Linked DNA regions of Mus musculus: regions 1, 2, 3, 4 and 5 are each linked to region 6. A link is a contact called in public Hi-C, HiChIP or PLAC-seq and promoter capture Hi-C data. All regions are on one chromosome and are shown on one strand. Each heading gives the region's core, a stretch centred on a gene start, on an enhancer-like site or on the middle of the called end of the contact. The rest is flanking DNA. Distances are from core to core; before and after follow the strand shown.

What was found. Promoter capture Hi-C pulls out the DNA fragments that hold promoters and counts their contacts. Hi-C and Micro-C count contacts between places; a contact is called where the count stands out from the background. HiChIP or PLAC-seq counts read pairs in DNA pulled down with a chosen protein or histone mark.
Region 1: an H3K27ac HiChIP or PLAC-seq map of microglia shows a contact between it and region 6, with 7 times the contacts expected there. The contact joins the promoter of Dnal4 here to the promoter of Nol12 in region 6. A contact is called at or near these places in 1 of 39 promoter capture datasets (liver) and 3 of 115 datasets of contacts at active chromatin or transcription factors (bone marrow-derived macrophages, microglia and pancreatic cancer cells).
Region 2: a promoter capture Hi-C map of liver shows a contact between it and region 6, with 3 times the contacts expected there. The contact joins the promoter of Kdelr3 here to the promoter of Nol12 in region 6. A contact is called at or near these places in 3 of 39 promoter capture datasets (cranial neural crest, embryonic stem cells and liver), 1 of 484 Hi-C or Micro-C datasets (cerebral cortex) and 1 of 115 datasets of contacts at active chromatin or transcription factors (pancreatic cancer cells).
Region 3: a contact with region 6 is called in a promoter capture Hi-C map of liver, with 5 times the contacts expected there. The contact joins the promoter of Tomm22 here to the promoter of Nol12 in region 6. A contact is called at or near these places in 2 of 39 promoter capture datasets (hippocampal neurons and liver) and 1 of 115 datasets of contacts at active chromatin or transcription factors (pancreatic cancer cells).
Region 4: a Hi-C map of B cells shows a contact between it and region 6, with 7 read pairs. The contact joins the promoter of Cbx7 here to the promoter of Nol12 in region 6. A contact is called at or near these places in 1 of 484 Hi-C or Micro-C datasets (B cells) and 1 of 115 datasets of contacts at active chromatin or transcription factors (bone marrow-derived macrophages).
Region 5: a promoter capture Hi-C map of pre-B cells shows a contact between it and region 6, with 5 times the contacts expected there. The contact joins the promoter of Ncf4 here to the promoter of Nol12 in region 6. A contact is called at or near these places in 1 of 39 promoter capture datasets (pre-B cells) and 1 of 115 datasets of contacts at active chromatin or transcription factors (microglia).

Annotation. Positions count from the first base shown.
Region 1 is chr15:79,772,944-79,776,378 of GRCm38.p6, forward strand. Dnal4 (dynein, axonemal, light chain 4) reads right to left here and starts at 1,524. Exons shown (of 4, transcript NM_017470.2): 1 at 1,416-1,524. It overlaps Gm30977 (a long non-coding RNA gene), which reads left to right and starts at 1,585. Exons shown (of 4, transcript XR_875488.3): 1 at 1,585-1,843.
Region 2 is chr15:79,514,818-79,518,223 of GRCm38.p6, forward strand. Kdelr3 (KDEL (Lys-Asp-Glu-Leu) endoplasmic reticulum protein retention receptor 3) reads left to right here and starts at 1,591. Exons shown (of 5, transcript NM_134090.2): 1 at 1,591-1,823. The coding sequence starts at 1,733.
Region 3 is chr15:79,669,384-79,673,136 of GRCm38.p6, forward strand. Tomm22 (translocase of outer mitochondrial membrane 22) reads left to right here and starts at 1,485. Exons shown (of 4, transcript NM_172609.3): 1 at 1,485-1,625; 2 at 1,790-1,908; 3 at 2,514-2,631; 4 at 2,834-3,479. The coding sequence starts at 1,509. The coding sequence ends at 2,908.
Region 4 is chr15:79,930,383-79,934,216 of GRCm38.p6, forward strand. Cbx7 (chromobox 7) reads right to left here and starts at 2,264. Exons shown (of 7, transcript NM_144811.3): 1 at 2,066-2,264; 2 at 204-247. The coding sequence starts at 2,134.
Region 5 is chr15:78,243,545-78,247,394 of GRCm38.p6, forward strand. Ncf4 (neutrophil cytosolic factor 4) reads left to right here and starts at 1,267. Exons shown (of 10, transcript NM_008677.2): 1 at 1,267-1,543. The coding sequence starts at 1,512.
Region 6 is chr15:78,932,893-78,936,555 of GRCm38.p6, forward strand. Nol12 (nucleolar protein 12) reads left to right here and starts at 2,041. Exons shown (of 6, transcript NM_133800.3): 1 at 2,041-2,183; 2 at 3,587-3,663. The coding sequence starts at 2,098.

The sequences.
Region 1 (3,435 bases), core at 274-2,773, 840 kb after region 6:
ACGGAGAGAGAATCAAGGTAACTTGATAACTTTCTCAGAGGGATGAGCCTACCAGAGCATGGAAGAAACCAGGTAGAACAGATAGGCAGGCCAGCTTGATGCTAGCAGCTGGCAAAATGCAAATGGAGACATTTAGTCAGGAGGAAAAGATGGCAGAGTCATGGATGGTTGGAAAAGGGAAGCTATGAATCCTCGTATCACTGTACCAACCTCTTTCAGTTTCCTCACTCCTGTACCCCAAGAATTCCTAGCCACAGGGGAAGAGCAGAGCCAGACAGCAGGCCTGAGGTTCATCTGCAGACAGTGGCTACTGAGTGGGATACTGCGCAGGAAAGCACTGGGCTCTTCCCAGGAGGGAAAGTGTGAGGTCATAACAGACAAAAAGAAGAAATTAGGGGGTGGAGGTCAGTTTATAAAGTGCTTGCTACAAAAGTATGAAGACCAGAGTTTTCTATCCCAGCACCCGTGTAAAGGGCTGGGTGAGGCGGCCATGCCTGTGAGCCCAGCATTGGAGAGGCAGCTGAGAGGATGGATCCTTGGAAGCTCATTAGCCATGAAGCCCAGTGGTGAGCTCCTGGCATCAAAGAGGGAGACCCTGTCTCAGACAATAAGGTGGAGAGTGATTGTGAAAGACACCGAATGTTGACTTCCAGCCTCCACATGTAACTGCACACACAGGAACGCACATACACACAGAAAAAAGACAAGTGAGCAAGTACCGTCTACACTGGACTGGACCCTTTGTACTTCATTTGCCAAAGGAGATGAACTTCAGACTATTGGCTTTATAGATGCACTGACTGGTGCCCAGAGAGATCTTAGGTAGTTCTTACCAATGGGAATCCAACTTAAGTTTGCCAAATTCTTTGCATTACATAAAAGGTTAGGAGAACACACATCCTAAGGGGCGTTGACAGTTAAGTCCCACAACATCATGCTAGGACGTCAGAGTCCAAAAGGCCTTTGCGACCATTCAACCCAATTTCGACTTTATAGATGGGAAGACTGAGTGCCCCCCGTCGGGCAATAGTCAGCCTAGAATCCCAGAGTATCGCCAAATCTCCAAACCAAGTGATCTGGGACGAGGCGATTTAGACCACCAGTCAGCAGCGAGGTGGTGCGGGGACAAAGTGCAGTGGGAGTCAAAACAGGGAGGATGCGAGGGCATGGAGCTAAACAGGACCCAAGATGAGTGAGGAGGAGCGGCCTGCAAAGTGGTGCTGGTGCGCAATGTCACTGCCAAGCTCCGTGGTCTCCTACGTGGGACAAGGGGAGGTCCTGGGCCGGGAACCGCGGGCTGGGGACCTAGGTGGGGCCTAGCGTTGGGCCAGGCCTTGTCCGCCCCGCGCATCCTCCCGCCCTCCCTCAGGGCCAGCCCTCCCCGCCGCGCTGCCCTCCGCACTCCGCGCCCTCACCTGCTCCCGCGGGGGCCGGAGCCGAGGCCACAGCCAGCGCACCCCCGCCAGGGTTGTCAAGGAGCGAGCCAGAGTGTCTTAGCAACCATCACGGAAGTCCCGTCCCGTCACCGGACGTTGACAGCAATATCACTTATTATTGGTGTAGAGAAGTGCCAATTAATTCCGAAGGGGCCTAGGAGGCCGGAGCTTACGCGAGGGGCGTGGCTTAAAGACCGAGGAGGTGGGGCTTCGCTCATAGTCGTCTTAAGCCTGCCGGAGCAGCTGCGGACAGGCAGAAGTAGTCTTTGTAGAGGAACAAACTTCTTAAAGCTGTATTGCCCTGGGAGTTTTCGACATCGAAAATGACAAATGCAGTTTGTTGGTGTCGTGACGCTGATCTGCTATTTTACGACGACCGCAGGAGCCTGATAACCACCAGAACTTAGGTAGTGTTTTAGTCCTTTACAGTGAGTGACTGTCTCATTGATTCGCAACACAGTGCTTACTGTTAACAGCATCCGTGATCCCGTCTGGGCCAATGTGTAGAACTAGAGAGACTGAAGGAAAGAATCAAGGCATAACCTCAGAGAAGGAATCCAGATCTTTCCCTTGTGCAAACCCTCCAGGGTTGCTTTGTCCCAGGGGCTGGGAGACACCTGTACCATCAGATGCAGTTGTCTGGAACCTGCTTCTGATTCTTGGAAAGAAATGACCAAAGAGTGTTAGAGCCTCTTGCTGAGGGGAAGGTGAAGAAGAAGAATGGATCAGTGGAATGCCCCATAATCTAAACATTTATTCTATGCGTATCATGCAATCATTAATGAAGCCCCACTAGCTGGTGATTCTGCGGAAGGCACAGTTCAGAAGGTATAGAGCCATGAGAAGAAATGGAATCGTTTCCGCGTGCTTCTATAGCAGAGACTGGCAGGGTACTGGCTCTTTTTAAGTGGGACAACGAGGCGGGAAGAGCCCAAGATGACCAGAATGCTAATGGGAGCGGGACAGCGGTAGCTCCAAGAGGCCTGGGTGCAGGGTCAACGTAGTAGGAGTGCAGGGTCAACATAGTAGGTCAAGTAGAGGGGAAGACAAAGAAAGAAGCAGGGCAGAAGAAAGAGAGGTTTGAAACACAAGTGGCCCCTGGTGTGAGGTGAGATAGAGTCATTGGTTGCTGGAGAGCTTTGGGGAGAGTGGTAACAAGGTCTGATCTGGGACAGTGGATTAACCTAGCTTGAGTGTACAGACCCAGAACACACACATTGGGCTTGGTTTGAGACTTGGCAGCAGGAATTCAGCTCAGCACACGACAGTTCCTAGCTAGCCTCCCTGGAAAGTTCTGACTGTCTGTGGCGAATCTTACTCAGCCTTCAAATTTCCTTAATCCTCTTTTCCAACTTTCTCCAGGAGATGAAGGGCAGCCTTTGAGGGGGATGACGCTCTCACTTCTGTCACTTACACAAACGACTCCCCCAAAGGGGTCCTTGTTTGCCATCCTCTCTTTCTCGCCTCCCATTCATTCTCCCGCCCACCACAATCTGGCTTCCACTCCCACGATGTTTCTGAAATTCCCTCTCTTGTGGTTACCAGTGACCTTCTGAGGAGCAACAGCAATTGTTAGACCATCTTCCTTCCCTGCTGGCAGCACCAACCGCAGAAACCTTCACACAGTTCTCTATCACAGAGGTAGTACCTATAGATCTTTCTGCAGTGCAGATTCCAGGATCTCCTGCAACGGAATGGAGGATCATAGGGTGTTTTTCTGCAGGCTACCTTGTGGGAGCTACTGGGTAACAGGGTAACCTGGCTCTCTTGTGTCCCCCAGACCTCTAATTCATTTTTGGCTCCCATCTTGGGCTCTTGCTTTGGTCCTTAATATTACTGTGTTTTTCTGACAAGTGGTTATTGTTTCCATAGGAAATGTCAGCCAAGGGCTTATGGTTTGCACATTTGCTTTCCAGCTGATAACACTGTTGCAGGTGGTGGAACCTTTGGGACATCAGACCTAGCTGGTAGGCAGCTAAGGAACATGCCTTGAAGGTTA
Region 2 (3,406 bases), core at 341-2,840, 580 kb after region 6:
GTGTGTCTGTGTGTGCATCTGTCTGTGTCTGTCTGTGTGTGTCTGTGTGTCCATGTGTACGTATGTCTGTGTGAGTGTGCATTTGTCTCTGTGTGTTTTATATAAGCTTCCTCTGAGATTAAAACATTCTATCCTGCTGGGTAGCTCCTTAAGCAGGGAGGTAAACAACAACAAGAATAGTCTCAGGAACTCCCTGAAACTGAGCAGATTCCCTAGGCTCCTCCCTGCCAGAGTAAGCAGGGAGTAAGAAGACTCAGAACAAGAAGAGCAGCCTTCGAGAGATTTAGACCAACTGAGGCACCTGGGAAGGATATTCTCCAACCTGCTGAGCTGCCTGCAGGCAGTGGGAAGAGCTCCAGGTTCCCAGCTTGGTGAGCTGTCACCCATGCTGGGTGGGCTTTGGTGATGCAGCTGTCTCTGAGTCATTCCTGCTCCTGTAAGCAACCCTTCACCCATATTCCTCTAAGTAACTCCAGCAAAACTCATTAATTCATGAAGCTGGATATTGGTACTATCTGTACTTTAGGCTGTCGTGGGCTCCCTATCTGGGGTGAGCAGACAAGTGTGTTTCATCTCCCCAGGAAAGGTGTGTGTGTGTGTGTGTGTGTGTGTGTGTGTGTGTGTGTAGATTCACAGCAAGCTGCCCAGGGTCCCCCATGCTGCACCCCCCAGGCAGTGCTACTGGTCACATGCAAAGCCTCCCAGAACTGCTTTGTGCGGGGAGTAATGGTAAAGCAATGGAGGCCAGGAAAGAGTTGGCGAACACCGTAAGCAACAGATCTTCATCCTGCCGAAGCCTCTCCTGCACACAGAGGGAGCCAGACGAAGCCATTTCTTTAGGAAGAAACCAGCTACAGGAGGGAGGGGGGCTGGGATCAAGGAGAAGGCAGAAAGGCCCTTGGTTTATCGGTTCCATAGCTATAGATTAATAGACCTGTGCCCAGAGAGGATGCTTCACATAGCAATGGAGGCCTCCAGCCCACCTAAGATTCTTCCTACTCTATCCTGCCTGCCTCTATGCCGTGCTTGGAGTTTTTCCTGGTCAGTGAAGTTCTTTCCAGTGTCTTCCCACATGAAGAAGAGGGGGGCAGAAATGAAGGCGGTGGGCATCCCCAACACACTCAGCCTCTTTTACACCATTAGCATCTCCCTTGTAGTCAATACTGAAGCCCAGAAAGGGGACTCAGAGTCAGCCTCTCTCCCCACCGGAAACCATCAACAAGGTTATCTCAGAGCTAGCTCAGGTTATCTCAGAGTTTAACAGGTGATGGCTCCTTTCAGCACCACTTCCCGGGAGTTCCAACCTGGGAGGTCTTCCGCGGCTGAAAGCCTGCTTCCACCACCCAGGGCCCAACAGAGCTATGAAAGTCAGGACTTGAAGTGAGTGCCAGGCCCTGACTGTGGTTTCTGGGGATGAGAGGAACACTTGGTGCCTACGCAGGACCAGAGAGGGAGGGGCTCGGCTTGGGCCAGCAGCGGCTGTGTAAGCTGCCCCGCCTGTCGGCGTGGGGACGTGAGAAGCGCTGCTTCCTGGCTCCTGTCCCGCGCCTGGCCGCCCCGCCACGTCACCGCGCGGCCAAGGGTGCGCGCGGCGGGAGCGCGCCAGCAAGGAGGCGCGGCACCGGCCTGGGGCACCGCGAGGAGCAGGGACGGGGACGTGGCAGCGCCCCGCGCAACAGAAAGTTCCCTGGGAAGTTCTGCGCGACACGGCGCGGGAGCGGCGGGCGGGACCATGAACGTGTTCCGAATCCTCGGGGACCTGAGCCACCTCCTGGCTATGATCTTGCTCCTGGTGAAGATCTGGAGGTCCAAGAGCTGCGCCGGTGAGCGGCGCCCGGGGCGGGGCGGGACCGGACCATGGTGAGGACTTAGGCTCAGAGGGAAGCCGGGCGCGCGCGCTTCCAAAAACTTCAGCGAAGTTTTTCGACATCAGAGGATCCGGGAGATTATGAGGGAGCGTGGCTTCTGTCTCCATGAAGAGCCCTACCTCACGCTTCTCGCCCTATCCTTAACTGGGCAGCTGGCAGTATCACGGCTGCTGGGCGAGGAGTGGAGGGGGACCTTCCCCTGGGAGGAGACCATATTTGAAGTCGCCTTAGTCGTCGAGTCTTCATTCTCTCCTGCCTTTTATTTCCCCAGAGAGAGCCTTTTCCTGCCAGCTGGTGATATCAGCCTGGCCCAGGGATGTGGAGCTGGCTCTGAGTGGAAGGCGTTGGAGGGGCTCGCGATTTGTCTACAGGTCTAGCGGCCTTGCTGGGATGGGAAATATCTGGAGGCTGGGTTGATGATTTCAGTCCCCGGGTTAATAAGAAGCTGCCCATTGTCTTTCAGCCATCTCCGTTCCTAGCGTTCCCTGCCTGTCCCAGGCATGCAATTGAGTGTGAGCTCAGACTCTACCAGAGCTGGGGAGGCAGAGAGCAGCTGAGGGCTACGTGGACAGAGAGGATGGGCAGGGTATGTGCTCAAGGTACAGGGTACGGTGTTGAGAACACCCGTGCAAATACGTAGAAGCCACAGGGCATAGGGCATGTCCTGGGAAGGACACAGGAGGAAGAGGAATCCAGAAGGTAGGATGGACTAATGGTGAAAGGCTTTTTCCGGTCACATTCGGGATCCAGGATGAAGGAAACCATCGAAGAAGTAGGAGCAGAGGCAGAGGCTCAGCAGGTCTCTTGAGACTCCGGAAATGGAGGTTGAGAGCATTTTGAGATGTCACCTGGGAGGCTGATCAGGAGAGGGACTTGGTTGAGTATGGATCAGACACATTTTGGATCCAGTGGCTCTGGACTGAATTAGACGTTACCGGGGGTTTGTAGTAGTCAGTTGCCTGAGAGATCGTCTCTCACGGCCCTTCTGCTTGCTGGGCCTGTGACTTTGCTTTAGAGGTCCGGGGTAGGATTGGGGGAGTGCTTGTTACCTCCTCCCTCATCCTGTGAGGGACACTGTGCCCTGATACCCCAATGCCCTGCCTTAGGGAGCTGACCTACTGAGAGACCAGCAGAAAGCGACAGGAGGAGCAAATCAGTATGCGTTGCTGTAGGCGAAAGAAAAATGGCAGCTGGTGCCAGCCCCAAATGCCAGAGACACACTGGCCACTGTCCCACTGTCCTGCTGAGTTGTGTAGCCTGGGGCTTCTGTTTCCCTATCAGTCAGAGGGACTCACTCACGGTGTCTCTCTTCTCCTGGGCTTCTGGTAGGGATAGTGTTTATGTGTTTATGTGTGGAGCCACTATGGGTAGAACCCTGAGCCTACAAGGTTAAGAGGACTGGAGGATATAGTGGCCAGGTATCCCCCATGAAGCTGCTGCCTAGACTGTCCTAATAGGGCAGGTGCCTCTTTGGCAAGGGCTTGGTGAAGGGGCAACACAGCCAGCCCCACCTGGTCTAGGTCGCCTCCCCATCTGTG
Region 3 (3,753 bases), core at 235-2,734, 740 kb after region 6:
TTTCTGGATCGTCTTGTCCACCCCCCAGTGGTCTGAGGGTGACATTGTACCGCTCCACTGTTTGCTCTCTTGGCAATTTTGCAATAGTTGAAAACCCTTTTACTGTTAAGCAGACTCTCTTAAACTTACGTATAAGCCGAGCACGATGTTGCATGAGTTTAATCCCAGCACTTTGGAGGGAGAGGCAGGTGAATTTCTGTGCGTTGAATGTTTTCATAGAGAGTTCCAGGACAGCCAAGCCTGGAACTTAAAAAAAAAAAAAGTAATAATAATAGATCATGTTTGTGGCTCAGTTGGTAGAATAAAGGCCTGGTTTTGATTCCTGTGTGGTGACACACCTGTGGCCTTAGTTCGAGGTGGAGGCAGGAGGATCAGAAACTCAAGGTCATCCACAAAATGAGTTCAAGGCTAGCCTGGGCTACATGAAACCGTGCTTTTAATGTGTGTGTGGGCCCAGGGGTGGGGGGGAATGAAATGAATAAGTGGTTTAAAGATGCTTGCTGCTGCAGGGTGTGGTGGCCCACGCCTTTAATCCTAGCACTCGGGAGGCAGCGGCAGGCAGATTTCTGAGTTTGAGGCCAGTCTGGTCTACAAAGGACAGCCAGGGCTACACAGAGAAACCCTGTCTTGAAAAAAAAACCCAAAAAAATGCTTGCTGCTGAGTGTGAATTTGATCCCCAGGCCCCACGTGGTGGAAGAAAAGTGTTGTGAATATTCACCAGAGAAGACCGAGTAGACATGGGCTTTAAGCCATAGAAAATCTTTATTAGCCAGTGTTTAGGATCTCAGTATAGCCTAGCAAGCCTTTCTCAGAGTGAGCTTTTAAGCACACACTCGCACATACACACACACAACAAAAAACACGGAGTCAGTTGTGCTAAGGTCTGGGGCCCTGTTACAGAGAGGATCAACTGCAAGTGTCCTCTGACCTCCATAAGTACACATATTGCTCACTTGTGGTGGTGCACGCCTTTAATCCCCGTACTCGGGAGGCAGTAGCAAGTGGATCTCTGAGTCTACAGAGAGTTCCAGGACAGCCCAGGGCTATACAGAGAAACCTGGTCTCAAAAATTAAGCCGGGCGTGGTGGCGCAGGCCTTTAATCCCAGCACTCGGGAGGCAGAGGCAGTCGGATTTCTGAGTTCAAGGCCAGCCTGGTCTACAGAGTGAGTTCCAGGACAGCCAGGGCTACACAGAGAAACCCTGTCTCGAAAAACCAAAAAAAAAAAAAAAAAAAAATTAAATAAACAAAAACCAGATCTCTCTAAAATATGCAGTTTCGGAGCCAAGCCCAGACCCAACGGCACAGAATAGCTGAGAAGCACCCGCATCTCTCCCTGAACATACTCTTACAGTCAGTTGAAATTAAGAGGCTGGCGACACCAAGGGGGCGAGCTGGAGGAGACGCCAACGCTTTCTCTCTAGCCAGCCCGGCTCGCTTCCGGAAGACGCTCTGTCCAGGGGTGGGCCGCTTCGCCTGCTCTCTTCCGCTTCCGGTGTCCTACAGCCATGGCCGCCGCCGTCGCTGCAGCCGGCGCTGGGGAGCCTCTGTCCCCCGAGGAATTACTCCCGAAAGCCGAGGCAGAGAAAGCCGAGGAGGAGCTGGAAGAAGACGACGACGACGAGGTGCTAGGGCTGGCGGGGAGCGGGGCGAGGGCGGGCGGTTGGGGCGTGGACGCCGCGAGCCGAGAGGGCGGCTTCTCCGCGCGGCACGGAAGGGCCAGGCCCGGGGCTCGGCGGTTGCGGTGCTGCTGCCGCTTCACCGACGACCCACGCCTCCTCCACCACAGCTAGACGAGACCCTGTCGGAGAGACTCTGGGGTCTGACGGAGATGTTTCCCGAGAGGGTCCGGTCAGCCGCCGGAGCCACCTTTGACCTCTCGCTCTTCGTGGCTCAGAAGATGTACAGGTAAAAGGGCCGACGGAGAGCCACCGGGAGCGGGCATGGACGGGTGACGGGTGCTGTCAAAGGACAGCGGGCCTCGGGAGTCGCAGAGCAGAGTTTGAGTGACCTTGGATTCATTGTCATACCCCGAGTGTGGTTGGTCTTCTGCAGAAGGGAGTTCTTTTTTTTTTTTTAAAGATTTATTTATTTATTTATTATATGTAAGTACATTGTAGCTGTCTTCAGACACTCCAGAAGAGGGGGTCAGATCTTGTTACGGATGGTTGTGAGCCACCATGTGGTTGCTGGGATTTGAACTCTGCACCTTCGGAAGAGCAGTCGGGTGCTCTAACCCACTGAGCCATCTCACCAGCCCCAGAAGGGAGTTCTTAACCTGGCGGGGTCGTTATGAGACTAAGGTTACGTATATACGAGGCTTATAAGAATGCACTGTATCGCTAGGTAATTACTGCTCCTCTTGCCTCTGCCAGGACTCTGGGGGCAAGGAATTGGTAGGGTACGCTTTTAGAAGATCGAGGGCGGTACTGCACGTCCTGTTCCAGGTTCGGTCCTAGCCGGAGTGCCGGCTTTCCTTTTCATGACGCCTCATCCACTCTTTCCCTCTGCAGATTTTCCAGGGCAGCTTTGTGGATTGGGACCACTTCCTTCATGATCCTGGTTCTTCCCGTTGTCTTTGAGACAGAAAAGTTGCAGATGGAGCAACAGCAGCAACTGCAGCAACGGCAGGTGAGCACATGTTCTTCTTGGCGGTGGGCCAACCGCAGAGCCCCAGGAGATTGGCACTTAACCCCAAGTGGGAGCAGGTCCCTGTACTTTCAGGTACTTGGCAGTGTAGAATTTGCCTGCCCCTCATGTGTGACAGAAGGGACCGACGACTGGAACTATGCAGTATCTTAACAGTCTTTTTTTTTTTTTTTTTCTTTTCCAGATACTTTTAGGGCCTAACACAGGGCTGTCAGGAGGAATGCCAGGGGCTCTACCTCCACTTCCTGGAAAGATGTAGATTCTTCCTTCGGTATTTGTCCTTGTGGGAGAACTTTGAAATTCATTTGTGTTTGAACTGCTGATTGTTGGAACTTTTTATTCTTTTTTTTAACCTTGGCACATGGATCTATTTGAACATAGTGGGAACTTTCTCTGTTTCTCATGGAGAGACCCCAGGTACACCTGTGCCCTACATAATGAAGTCCCTCACTTACTTCTTCCTGTTCTCACTCCAATGCTGGAGTACAGCCATGTGGAAGGTTAGCCTACTCTCTAATAAACTGCTCCTAAGGAAGTTCTTACATGCCCATTGTGGGAAAGAAGTAAGTACCCCTGACCATAAGGACTTTTTTTTAATGGAAATGTCTAGGACATGTAAGCACCGTGGCACTGACAAAATTCATTATACCTGAGTACAGAAGTCACCAGGAATCCCAGAGAGAAGGGAGGCTGGCTGTAGCTTTAGCCAGAGGGGGACTGGGCAGAGCAGGCACTCATTTCCTCTGCAGAGTTTGGCTCTTAGACCTGCTTATGTATAAAAAAGAAGTCAGCGCTCACTTTTTGTATTTAAATATTAAAAGAACTCGAACTGAAAGTGTTATTGCTGTGTTTGTGGTAGTATTTCACACCTAGGTTGTTTTAGAAAGCCAGGAACACTGCCTGCCAAATTTCCTCTGGCTTCAGCCAGCATCTGTTTCAACCTCATTTCATAGACCAGTCTGACCTCAAAAAGCTTTCTCTTCTTTTCCTTGTGTGTGTGGTATGTTTTTTGTTTGTTTTATTTTTTTTTTTTTTTCAAGACTGTTTCTTTGTGTAGCCTTGGCTATCCTGGAACTTAATTTGTAGACTAGAGCTGGCTGAGAA
Region 4 (3,834 bases), core at 1,014-3,513, 1.0 Mb after region 6:
CATTTCCGAAGCCAAGATGCTAGGGCCTTTGCTTCATGGCCAGCAAGGGAGCAGGATGAGGGGATAAGGAGGCCACCCCTTACCAGGGGGGAATTAAGGCCTAGAAAAGCTGGTGATTGAGGAATGCTTGCTAAAAAAGCAACAGGAGCTAGGGCCAGCCTGGTGAGAGGATGACAGACAGGGGACACACAAAGGACTCTTACTTGGGGGGCCATCCTTTCCACTTCACCAGATATTCAACTTTGCCCTGTGAAAAAAAGAAAGGAGATAGGGTGAGACATACATACTCTACCACCACCTGCGGGACAATAGGACCCTCTGCCACAACACAGTATCACCAACCTGTGAACCTCAAGATTGTCAACCTGGAGTCAATACCCCCCAAAACTCTGGCTACCATGCGACATCCCTACAGGCCTCCTTGCTGCCCCACGGGAGTATTATCTGGTCCCAGACATCCCTGGAATCCTAGAGAAACTGAGACCACATGGGACTGTGCATGTAGAGCCTTGTGCGGTGGCTGAAGGACCACCATGCCAGGACCATGATTCCTCACTTTCAAAAAAAAAAAAAAAAAGCCTCAGGTAGAGGCAGCCCAGCAGGCCCTCCACTTGTTAGAAATTGGAGCCTCAAGGGAAAGGGGTCTCTAAGTGTCTCATCCAGCACCATGCACTGGATGAAATATCAACATGGGAGAGCTTTGAGTTCCTCTTCTCTGATCCACCTTGCCAAAGAGTCCCCCCCAGCACCACGCAGTGGACAGCTCTTTATGAAAAGCCTTTGTCCACCAAAGGCATCCACCTTTCCTTTCTCCTGCATCCTTCGTTCATCCTGCATCCTTGTCCTCTGCCAGAAAGCCAGTTCTGAGAGAGAAAAGGGAGCCTTGAGCTCTAGAGTACACTGCCGCCTCGGTAGAGATTTGGGAGTGCTGAGTTGAGCGAATGAGTCCCCTGTCTGACCCACCTCTCTGTTCCTTGTTAGAGGAGATGATGTCTATACCCGCTTCAGTCTAGTACCGAGAAACAGCAAGGAAAGAAAGCAGCCCTAATCAATAGATCGCCAAGCTCCAAGCCACCTACCTTGGGCCCACCGGAACCCGTGCTGAGGATGCTACAGCAGACACTCTCATGCCTGCACTTAAGCCAAATGGAAAAAAGGTGGCTTCAGGAGCCTCCGAAACAGATGGCAAGGAGAAAAGGAGAGGGGACCCTCCCTTAGATCCAGGACAGGAACTCTTTTCATTGCATATGGCCAGCTCCAAGTTCACTCTGGGAAGAGCCCATCAGCAAGCACGTGCACAAAGATCGCAGACTTGAGGTCTGGACAGGAAACTGCAGGTTGAGGTGTGCGGCCCTAAGCGCGGCAAAACCACCTCCTTAAATCTCAGGGTGTGTGTGTGTGTGTGTGTGTGTGTGTGTGTGTGTGTGTGTGTGTGTGTGTGTGTGTGTAAGTGTAAGGCCTTGGCAGAGGTGGGAGGAGCTTTGAGGATGTCCCAACAACAGTGGCCCAGGCTTCAGGGCAGCAGCACCCGGCTGGAAGGTTGGGGGAGGGGAGGAATGGGAGCGGAGAAGAAAGGTGTGCCCTGGGGGGTTGGGATCGGGAAGGTCAAAGTCCAATAAGAAAACTTCAGAGGCCACAGGAGACTTTCCTAAAGCTCTGCGGCCAACTTCAAAGGACTTGGTACTAAATATCCAGAGAGCCGAGTTCGAGACTCACTTTGACTCTAACGCACTGGCAAGTTGCTTCATCAACTTGAGCTTTAGTCTCCTCGAAAGTGAGCGTAAAGGGAACGAGACGGAATAGAACTCAGGATCTCTAGTCCTATCTTCATCTCCATCCCAGGTGGCCTCGGATGCACCAACATCCGAGGGCAACAACTTTAACTCTACTGGCCCTACATAGTGGTGGGGAAAGTGAGGAACAGGATGTGGAGACCCGCCAGGCAGCCCAGGGTCCCCAGGTCACCCCTGCACCACTTTCTGCTCTGCCCAACCTGGAGTGGGCGGTGCTGAGGAGCGGGAGGCAACCTCGCCCTGTCCCGGGAGCCGCCCCCGAGCAGCCTCACCTTCCGCACGCGCTTCTTCCGGATGCTCTCCACCGCAAACACCTGCTCGCCTATGGCTGACAGCTCCATGCGGGGCGGCGGGCGAGTGGGCCCAGGACCGGACCGGGCTGGGCCGGGGGTGGAGCTGCGGGGCCGCGGCGGCTGCGCGCGATGCTCGGGACGGCGGGGACCCCGTCAGGCTCGTCCGGGCGCGCACGCGCACGCGCGCACACCCCCTAGTGTTCCCTCACGCCGCCGACGTTCCATTTTTGAACCTGCGCAACGTTTTCCCCAGCGCCAGAGAGCGGGTGCGCGCGCGCGTGCCTCTGAAAGCGCCCAGAGGGTCAGCTCCGCCCCCTCGCTGCCGGAGCCACGCCCTACTCCTTAACCCCGCCTGCTGACCAAATTGGGCAGCTGGCAGCAGGTCTGATGCTCCTGGCAGTCTAAGGTCCATCCCATCTCTCAGTTCGGCTTCTGGGCTGGACGTGATCAGTCTTCCCAAGTCCCCCTAAAGACTGAGAAGGTCCGAAATGAAGTGGCCTTAAAGCCGAGATTAGCAAGCAAGTAATCTCAGTATTTAGACAGCTGAGGCAGGAAGATCAGGAGTTCAAGGCCAACCTTAGCTATGTAAGACCCTGTCACAAATAAATACATTGAAACAAGGATTGGAGAGATAGCACTTCTGCTCTTTCAGAGGACCTGGGTTGGTTCCCACCTCCAACATTATGGTTCACAACTGTGGCTCCATGGAATTCCATACTATCCTCTGATGTACTCATACACAGTGTGCACATACGTACACGCAGGCTAACAACCACTCATACACATAAGTATTTATTCAGAAATAAGACAAAACCTTTAAAGTTGGAGGTAGTACTTTATGCCTTTAATCCCAGCACTCGGGAGGTAGAGCCAGGCATATCATTATGAGTTCGAGGCCACTTTGTTCAAAACAGTGAATTTTAGGACAGCCAGTTTCCTTTCCTACAAAGGAGACAAGGTCCGGCCGGGTCCGCGCGGCAGGAGGGACAGACAGCAAAGCTTTCCACCCGGAGTACGTAGTCTAAGCAGGCCTGAACAGGTGCCTCTGAGTCCCCCGCTCCAAGCACGCTTCCACCCATCAACCCAAACCAGTCTTAGTAGGTGATGCGAAAACGCACCGCGAGCGCCCTTCCCTGAGGGACCAGGCTAGGCGCTGCTAACACCTCGTCGCAGGTGGAGACCCACTTTTGCCGTCTGCAGATCCCACAACAGCCTGGACTCCAGTGGTTTTTCCACCTCGCCCTTGGTTTGCTGACCGTTTGCCTCAACTAAATGTGGAAGGAAAAAAGTCCTCACCCCGGAGCCAGCACCAAGCCTTTTCAGTTTTCGGCATTGTTGAGGACAGGTCCGAGTCGTCCCCAACTCCTCCCATTTCCTCCTAATTCCTGCTGTTCTGACCTTCTGGAGGAGACTCAGGGCTTCCCCCTCAACATCACCACCCCCCACAGCCTGGATTCTTAGCAACAATCCCCTCCCCCACGGGGCCCAGTGATCGCAGTGCGCTTTCTACCACCAGACCCGACCGAGTCACTCAGTGCTTAGAAGCATTCTGGGGTTCCCTATTCTTAGAATAAACTCTAAGCACCTATGTCTGGCGAAGAAAAAAAAGAGAAAAAGAATGTTACATTGGCACCTGAGCTTTTTTTTTTTTTTTTTCAAATCAAGTGCAAAGGAAGCCAGAAGGCAGGGGATGACATGTCCCTGTCCCCAGAGAAAATTACCACCATCCGAGAACTATAATATTCCAT
Region 5 (3,850 bases), core at 17-2,516, 690 kb before region 6:
TGGTGGAGTGTCCCTCTCCCACTTTCCTGTCCCCTCCTGTGACTTTCTTCATCCTCGTTTCTGTCTCCCCAGGAGCCCATGCCCTGCCTGGCCACGGGGAGGGCAGTTCTCACTGGGCAGACTCTATCCTGGGAGCTCTAGGTTCATCCTCTCTGGGCTGGGTCAGGGCCAGAAGATCCCTTCAGGGTGACAGGATGGAGGGGGGACATTTTAAAGTAAGGATCCTAAAACATTCTATATTCTTGGAGCCAGATCCTGAGGAGTCTGAGACTGCTTCCAATCCAGCCCCATTTAAGGTGAGAAACATAGGCCGTTCCAGATTCCTCAGGGGGAAAGCCCTGTCCCCACAGCCACGTTCCAAAGTTGGGGAGATAGGAGCCTGATTCAGGCAGGCTGGGCAGGCTGCCATCTCTCCTTCTGTCTTAGCATACCATCAAGTGGAGCTGGGGGTTGGGGGACATTCTCTGGGCTGCTGGGCCCATCCTCACTGTAGGCTTTGGAGAGCTCCCTACAGAACCAAGCATTAGAAGGAGCTGACGAAGAACTTCCTCCTTCTGCTCACATAATCTGGGTGTCCGCAGCGTAGTGCTGGCCTGGAAGAAGCCTAACACACAAACACACGTTTGGAACACACTGGGGTAGGGAACCCCGCTGGTGAGAGCTTGCCGCAGGAAAAGCCCGGAGAGTGGCAGGGAGGGTCTGGTGAGGACAGGTTTGTTTCTTAGAGGGCAGCTTCTGAGCTGAGACCTACAGGAGATAGGAGAGGAGCATTGGGAATGTGGTGGCAATGAGGGAAGAGAGATTGGGAGAGCAGGCAGCCCACGGGGCCTTGGGGATTCTGAAGCCAGCAGCGGGGGCTTGGGGCTTTTCTGAGAGCTGAGTAGGGAGGTGGAGGCAGATTGTAAGGAGAGCCTCTGTGTGGATGGAAGCTCTGGGAGAGCTGAATGTGGTATCTCAGAGCCCAGAGCCCCAGATGGGGCATAAAACAATGACTTCCTAGTATAAGAGGGAGGGGGACCAGGAGAGCTTCCTGGAAAAAGCACTATCTCCACCAGACCTTAGGAATGAATGGCAGGTCTTGGATGCTTGAGAAAGGGATTCAGGAAGAAGCCTGAGGAGGAAGTCCACAAGTGTCCTTGATGGACTACCCAGGGCTAAAACTGCTCTATGGTGGGTGGAGCTCAGCACCAGAGACAGGCACTGAGGAAATCCCCAAAGCCAGTGGCCTCACGCAAGCCCAGCACCCAAGGGTGCCACTTCCTCAACTGCTGTGCAGCTGGGAAGTGGCTGAGAAGACGTGTGAGGGCCAGGCAGCTCAAAGCCTGAAGGAGGTACTTCAAGGAGGGTCCAGAGAAGCTGGGCAGGGCGGGACCTCCTCAAAGGCTGCCCCTGGGGACACCCCAAGCTTCAGGAAGCTCTCAGATGCACATAGGAGGAAGTGAGAGGTGAACTCGGCCTGGATCTGGTTGGGCAAGGCCCCCATCCATCTGCTTTTCTGACTACCCACAGCCATGGCCCTGGCCCAGCAGCTGCGATCAGAGAGGTGAGAGTGTGCCTCTATTCCCTGCCAGGCTTTCTCAATGATCCCAATAGGCCTGGGGGGTGGGTATGGGGAAGTAAGAGGCTGTCCCTCCTGTCACCTGATATCAGTGGATCAGCACAGAGTCAAATTTGAAGGTCTTGCTGAATGATACTGCAGGAGCTGCATGCTCCAGCAGATGTTTCTAGAACCTTGACTTAGTAGGTCGGCAGTGTTATGCACCAGTAAGAAGCCTAAGGCTCAGAATGGGGAGTGGCTTGGATGTGGCCAAGGACCACAGGGTGAGTGGGTGGCAGAGCCTGGGAGCAGAGGTGTCCTGGGTGCTAGGCTTGGGTTCTGGGTTCCTGGTTCCACACTGCAATCAGGAGCGGCTCTTCCATCTGCCCTTCAGACTGAAACTGGCCTCTGCGTTTTCCTATCTTTAGGTTCAGATAGCCCAGGCTCTGCCGTCTGACCCCTCACTCCACTTCCTTGTCCTGAACAGGTCTTAGATGCTTGGCACAATGTTGGGGGCCGGGTCTTTGCTCTGCCTGCTCTGAGGGTGTTTTAGTTTTTTGGATCACAGTTGTGTCTCTGGGAGGCCGAACAGCCCTGGGACACACTGAGAGCTCACTACATCTGCTAAGAGCTCAAAAATGACCCAGATCTATCTTGGACAATGCTGACATTATACAGGTAGGGACAAGGAGACCTGATGGCCCCAAGCCCGGCCACCTCATTCAGTCAGCACTTGCTCAGTGTCTCTTATGGAGACAGCCCTGTGTTCCCATCTGCATGTGGAGACCCAAATGACAGAACCGTCCCCTGGATCAAGCAGAAAGCAACGTTAGGAAGCCAAGTGTCCATGTGAACTGCTTGAGAGTCACCAGAACAGGTCTGACTGACAAGACCCAGGTGTGAGCAAAGCACTCGTGGGATCTGGAAAAGGGGATGGGATTCCTGTAGGTCAAAGGTCAGAGGAGGTTTGTCTGTAACAAGAGTTAGTGTTGGGTGGGGGTCCTTCCATAGCTATAGAGAGTGTTACTGGGGTGCTAAGTAAGGCTGCATAATATGACTCCAGCCTTTCTCACCCCCAAGTTCTCCTAGGAGACTGACAGACATGCAAACTTGAATCTTCTAGAAACTGTAGCCACTAGAAGCTTGGGTCCCTTCTTGTTTCTTGGGGTGCAGAGTTCAGATGGTGCCTGTAAGGACTATCAGGGCTCAGTGTTTCCTCCGCCCACTCTGCCCTTTCCACAGCTGTTCCCCCGCCCTCTGAGGGGGGTGGCTCTCCTCCTCTGCCCCTGATAGGACCATGGACCCAGGTCCTAGGGCCATCAGACCCAGTATCTCCAGCGTCCTCTTTGAGAACCAGTCCGGCAGAGATACAGACGAGGAGATATCATATATAGTGTCTCTTCCAGGGCAGCTGCAGAGTTTAGCTCCCATGGCCACATGTCATTCCAGCTCCCACTGTGATTGAGGTACCACACACCTGCAGTTTTCAGGACTCCCCTAGATCAGGTCCCCAAGCGGACCTCCATGTGTAGCTCCCGTGTGCACGGAGCCTGGTATCCACCCAACAAAACCCGTGTGGGGTCCGAGGGGGACAGCTATCTTCCCAGTCCCCTTCCCTCTCCCCACACCACAGCCTCCTTGGCAGCTCAGCTGCAGACGGCTCACACTGGGACAAGTGGAAGTAGCCGCTCAGGACCTTCTAGGCGCCTGGCGCCGCTCTGGGTGCTTAGGGGATGCAGTGTGCTCTTATGGGGTGGCAGGGATTTGATGATTGTCTCCATTTTCAGAGAGGGGTGGGAGGAGCCGGAGGATGGGGAGAGGCCCCACAAGGTCTCTTCTGACAGGGAGCTGAGTGAATTCTGGTCCTAGTCCAGGGTATTATCTGGCCCTGTCTGGCCTAGTATGTCTTCTGACACTAGCGCTGCCCAGACACTTCTGGTTTCTCCTACCCCAGAGAAAGGTTGCTGTTCTTCCACGAGGCAGGAAGGCCCCTTGTGTGAGATCTGTCTGCTTCTGGCCTCTTTTCCCTTGCTCTGTCTCCTGTCCTGCCTCTGATCATGCCTGCCTTCCTGAAGTTTCTTGAAATTGTCCCTCTTATACGATTTCCAGGGAGTCTTTGTGCTGTCCACTCCCTCTCCTGCCTGATAGGACCTCCCTGGTGCCGTAGCCGGCTCTCTGTGCTTTCCTTACCCTTGGCTGTAGGGAACCCCACTTTCCCATGGCAATCCTAACGTCCCCACCCCCACCCCCACCAACTGTCTTCTGCTCCACTGTTGGTGTCTTGAAGAACGTGATGAGGGTCACCCGTGGAAA
Region 6 (3,663 bases), core at 791-3,290:
TAGGCTTCTTCAGGGGGCACAGTGTGGCCAGGACAGTGCCTCTACCCAGAAGGGAGATGACAAAGGATGTAGGAGGGCTTGGTTCTAGGGGAACAGAAGTGACCACTCGGAGACGCATGTGTCTAGTAACCCTTTTCTTAAGATAGGGTCTCTAGCCCAGGCTGGACTCCAATTTTCTGCGTATCAGGATGATTTCAAACTCCTGACCCTCCTGTCTCTACTTGCTAGGATAACAGGCTGTGTCACCATGCCCAGTTTGGGGACCCACACTTTTTTTTTTAATGTGTTCATTTATTATATGTGAGTACACTGTTGCTATCTTCAGACATACCAGAAAAGGGCACTAATCTCATTACAGATGGTTGTGAGCCACCATGTGGTTGCTTGGATTTGAACTCAGGATCTCCAGAAGAGTAGTCAGTGCTCTTAACCACTGAGCCATCTCTCCAGCCCCGACCCACACTTTAAAGATAACTTCTTCTCAGCATCCAGCATAGAATCTCCGAGTGGGGGACCCGTGTGGGAGGAATCAGACATTCATGGAGTGCCACACCTACGTGGAAGTGAGGCTCATTATCACAGCCTGCTTCCCACCTCTCTGAGCAGACATATTAGCTTCTGAGGGAGTGGCCAGGAAGCTGGGAAGGGAGACCAAACACCAAAGCTCAGACAATCTAGCTCACATTTGATCACTGGCACAATCCCTGCTCTCCCCCCACCCCGTTTGGCTTTGGTTTTTTGAGACAGGATTTCTCTGTGTAGCCCTGGCTGTCGTGGAACTTACTCTGTAGACCAGGCTGGCCTCGAACTCAGAGATTTCCCTCTGCACCAACTGAGTCTGGGAGAATATTGTGTTATGCACTTCTGACCCGACACACTTGTCCCACCACAGTCACGGCTCTCAGTTTGCTGCACGCAGGAGCAATATTCAGGGTCACCAGAGAATGTTCTAGAAATGGACATTCTGGGGCCCTGCCAAGTGTGTTGAACCCTGAACCCTCAATTTGGATTTCAGCAAGCCTTTAAGTGCATGCCAGAGTTCCAGGGCCACCTCTTTACAGCCTTACAAAGTCACTACAATGATCTCTATTTTATAAATAGGAAAGTGAGACACAAAGAAAAAGGCAATTTGGGGGCTGGAGAGATGACTCCAATGGTTAACAGTGCCTACTTGTCTTATAGAGGACCAAGGTTTGATTCTCAGTACCCACATGACTCACACACCATCTGTAACTCTAAGATTTATTTATTTATTATATGTAAGTCACTGTAGCTGTCTTCAGACACACCAGAAGAGGGAGTCAGATCTCATTAGGGATGGTTGTAAGCCACCATGTGGTTGCTGGGATTTGAACTCAGGACCTTCGGAAGCAGTCGGGTGCTCTTACCTGCTGAGCCATCTCACCAGCCCCCATCTGTAACTCTAGTTGCAGGGGATTTCATACCGTCTTCTGGCCTTGTAGGTCCTCATACAGTAGACCTAAACTCACTTAGGCACAGTATTTTTTTAATCTTACTTATTTATTTATAGACAGGGTCTCTTTATTGTCTAGCTCTGCTCTGGTTGTCCTGGAACTCACTGTGTAGCTTAGGCTGACTTTGATCCACCTGCCTCTGCCTCTCAGGTACTGGGATAAAGATGTATGCCACCTCCCCTAGCCCATAATTTATGATTTAATCTTTTTTTTTTAAAGGGGGGCAATTGCTTTTGAGTCACATACTTTGTAAAGGAATACCAGTGTTTGCATCTAGGCAGTTTCCCTCGCTCAAGGAAATCATGAAAGAGTTGACATCTGAATTCAATTAAGTTCAGTAATTCTTAGCGGTTTATAAATAACTCCAGATTGAGCGCTTGTTCGAGGCAGGTCAGATGATGGAATCGGGGAGCCTAGTTCTCACCGAAGCCATTCTGGGAGGATTGTTCAGAAGACCTGAACCAAAGCTGAGGCAGGACGGGAGGCTCCTTTAAAAGGTGGAGCCAAATCTGCGGAACTGTGGAACAAGGCCACGAAGAGCGCCCTACCGGAAATCTGAAACTGCTACACCCGGAAGTGTTTTAAAGTCAGAAGCGGCCACGCTGCCGGAAGCTTCACTGCAATGGGCCGCAACAAGAAGAAGAAGAAAAGAGATGGAGACGACCGGCGGCCCCGGCTCGTTCTCAACTTTGATGAAGAGAAGCGGCGGTGAGTGGCAGGGTGGAAAGAGACTCCCGTCGGGCTGCCGGGGGAAGCGCGCCAGGCACAGGGCGCGCACGCCCACGCGGAGGGTTCTTCCGGCCCCGCCCCTGGATGTAGCTGGAGCTCGCCTTCCTCTTTCCCCACCTCGGGGGATGGAGTCGCCCGCTCCTCCCTCGCTGTTTACGGCTCTCAGCGCTGCGCCTTGGACCACCGGAGTGCCGCGCCGTCTATTGTCACAGCCCATAGCTGGCTCCCAGTCGTTGTTGACGAAGGACGAGCCGATGGGATGAGAGAGGTTTAGTTCATTGATTCACGCACCAGACTGCGTGCCAGCCAAGCCTGAGACCAGAGGCTGAACTGCTTTTTAGTGTCACCGTAAATAGCACCTTGTGGTCTGATGGCTCTCAACCTGTGGGTCGCGACCCCCTTAAACCCATCGGAAAAGAGATAATATTTACATTACGATCCATAACAGTAGCAAAATACAGTTAAAACCCCTGGTGTAGTGTACCAACGGAAACCGTAATTGCAAAGCCTGGTAGTGCAGACCTATAATCCTAGCCATCCCGGATGCTGAGGCAGGAGGATTGCAAAGTAAAACCCTGTGCGGGAAAGTTCAAGAACGGTATGGGCATTTGGACAATTTGTCCCTGTCTCCAAGACAATATAAACGAATTAATTTATTAGACCATTTGCCTAGCTCGAATAAGGTACTAAGCGTAATTAACTTCCAATACAGCAAACTCAGGAACAGCAGAGATTAGACAGGAAGAAGGAAGCACGAGTCAGGAAGGTGGGGGCACTCCTAGGACCCGCCACACAGGACCCAGGTGGGTTCAGGAGTCAGGTGGCCTTGAGGACTGGTTGTTGGTTGGTTCAGTGAAAGAGTTTTGGGGTCTGGGTGAAGGCATTATTAGAAAGCCTTACTAGAAGTGACTCCTATGAAATAAAGTTTGCCAGTGTGGGAACAGTGACCACCAGCTCTGTGTATTGACCACCTGGCCTTTTGTGTACTTAGCAAGGGGCAGGAAGGCCAGGTGAGCTAGGTGACGTTTGGTTAGTGATGGAGCGCGTACTGAGACTATAGCTTCCAGCATAGGTGTGTGGTAGGTTATACCACCCAGGATTATTATGTAAGTACACTCTGATGGTCCAGCAAGGACTCACAACTCATTTCTCGAAGGTACCTTTGTCATTGAATGACTTGTGACTGCATTGTCTGTGACCTTGGATGAGTATCCTAGTCTCTTCCTCAGAGTCCCCATCTATAAATTAAGGGTTGGCTGTGAGAGGGTAAAATGGGTTGGTGGGTAGGAGAGAGTCAGGCAACTTATGGAGCTCTGTAGAGCCCTGCTTTCCTCCTGGCTCCTCCTGACTCCCCTGGCTTCTCCCCTTCTTCCTTCTTGCAGGGAGTACCTGACAGGCTTCCACAAGCGGAAGGTAGAGCGCAAGAAGGCAGCCATTGAAGAGATAAAGCAGCGGCTTA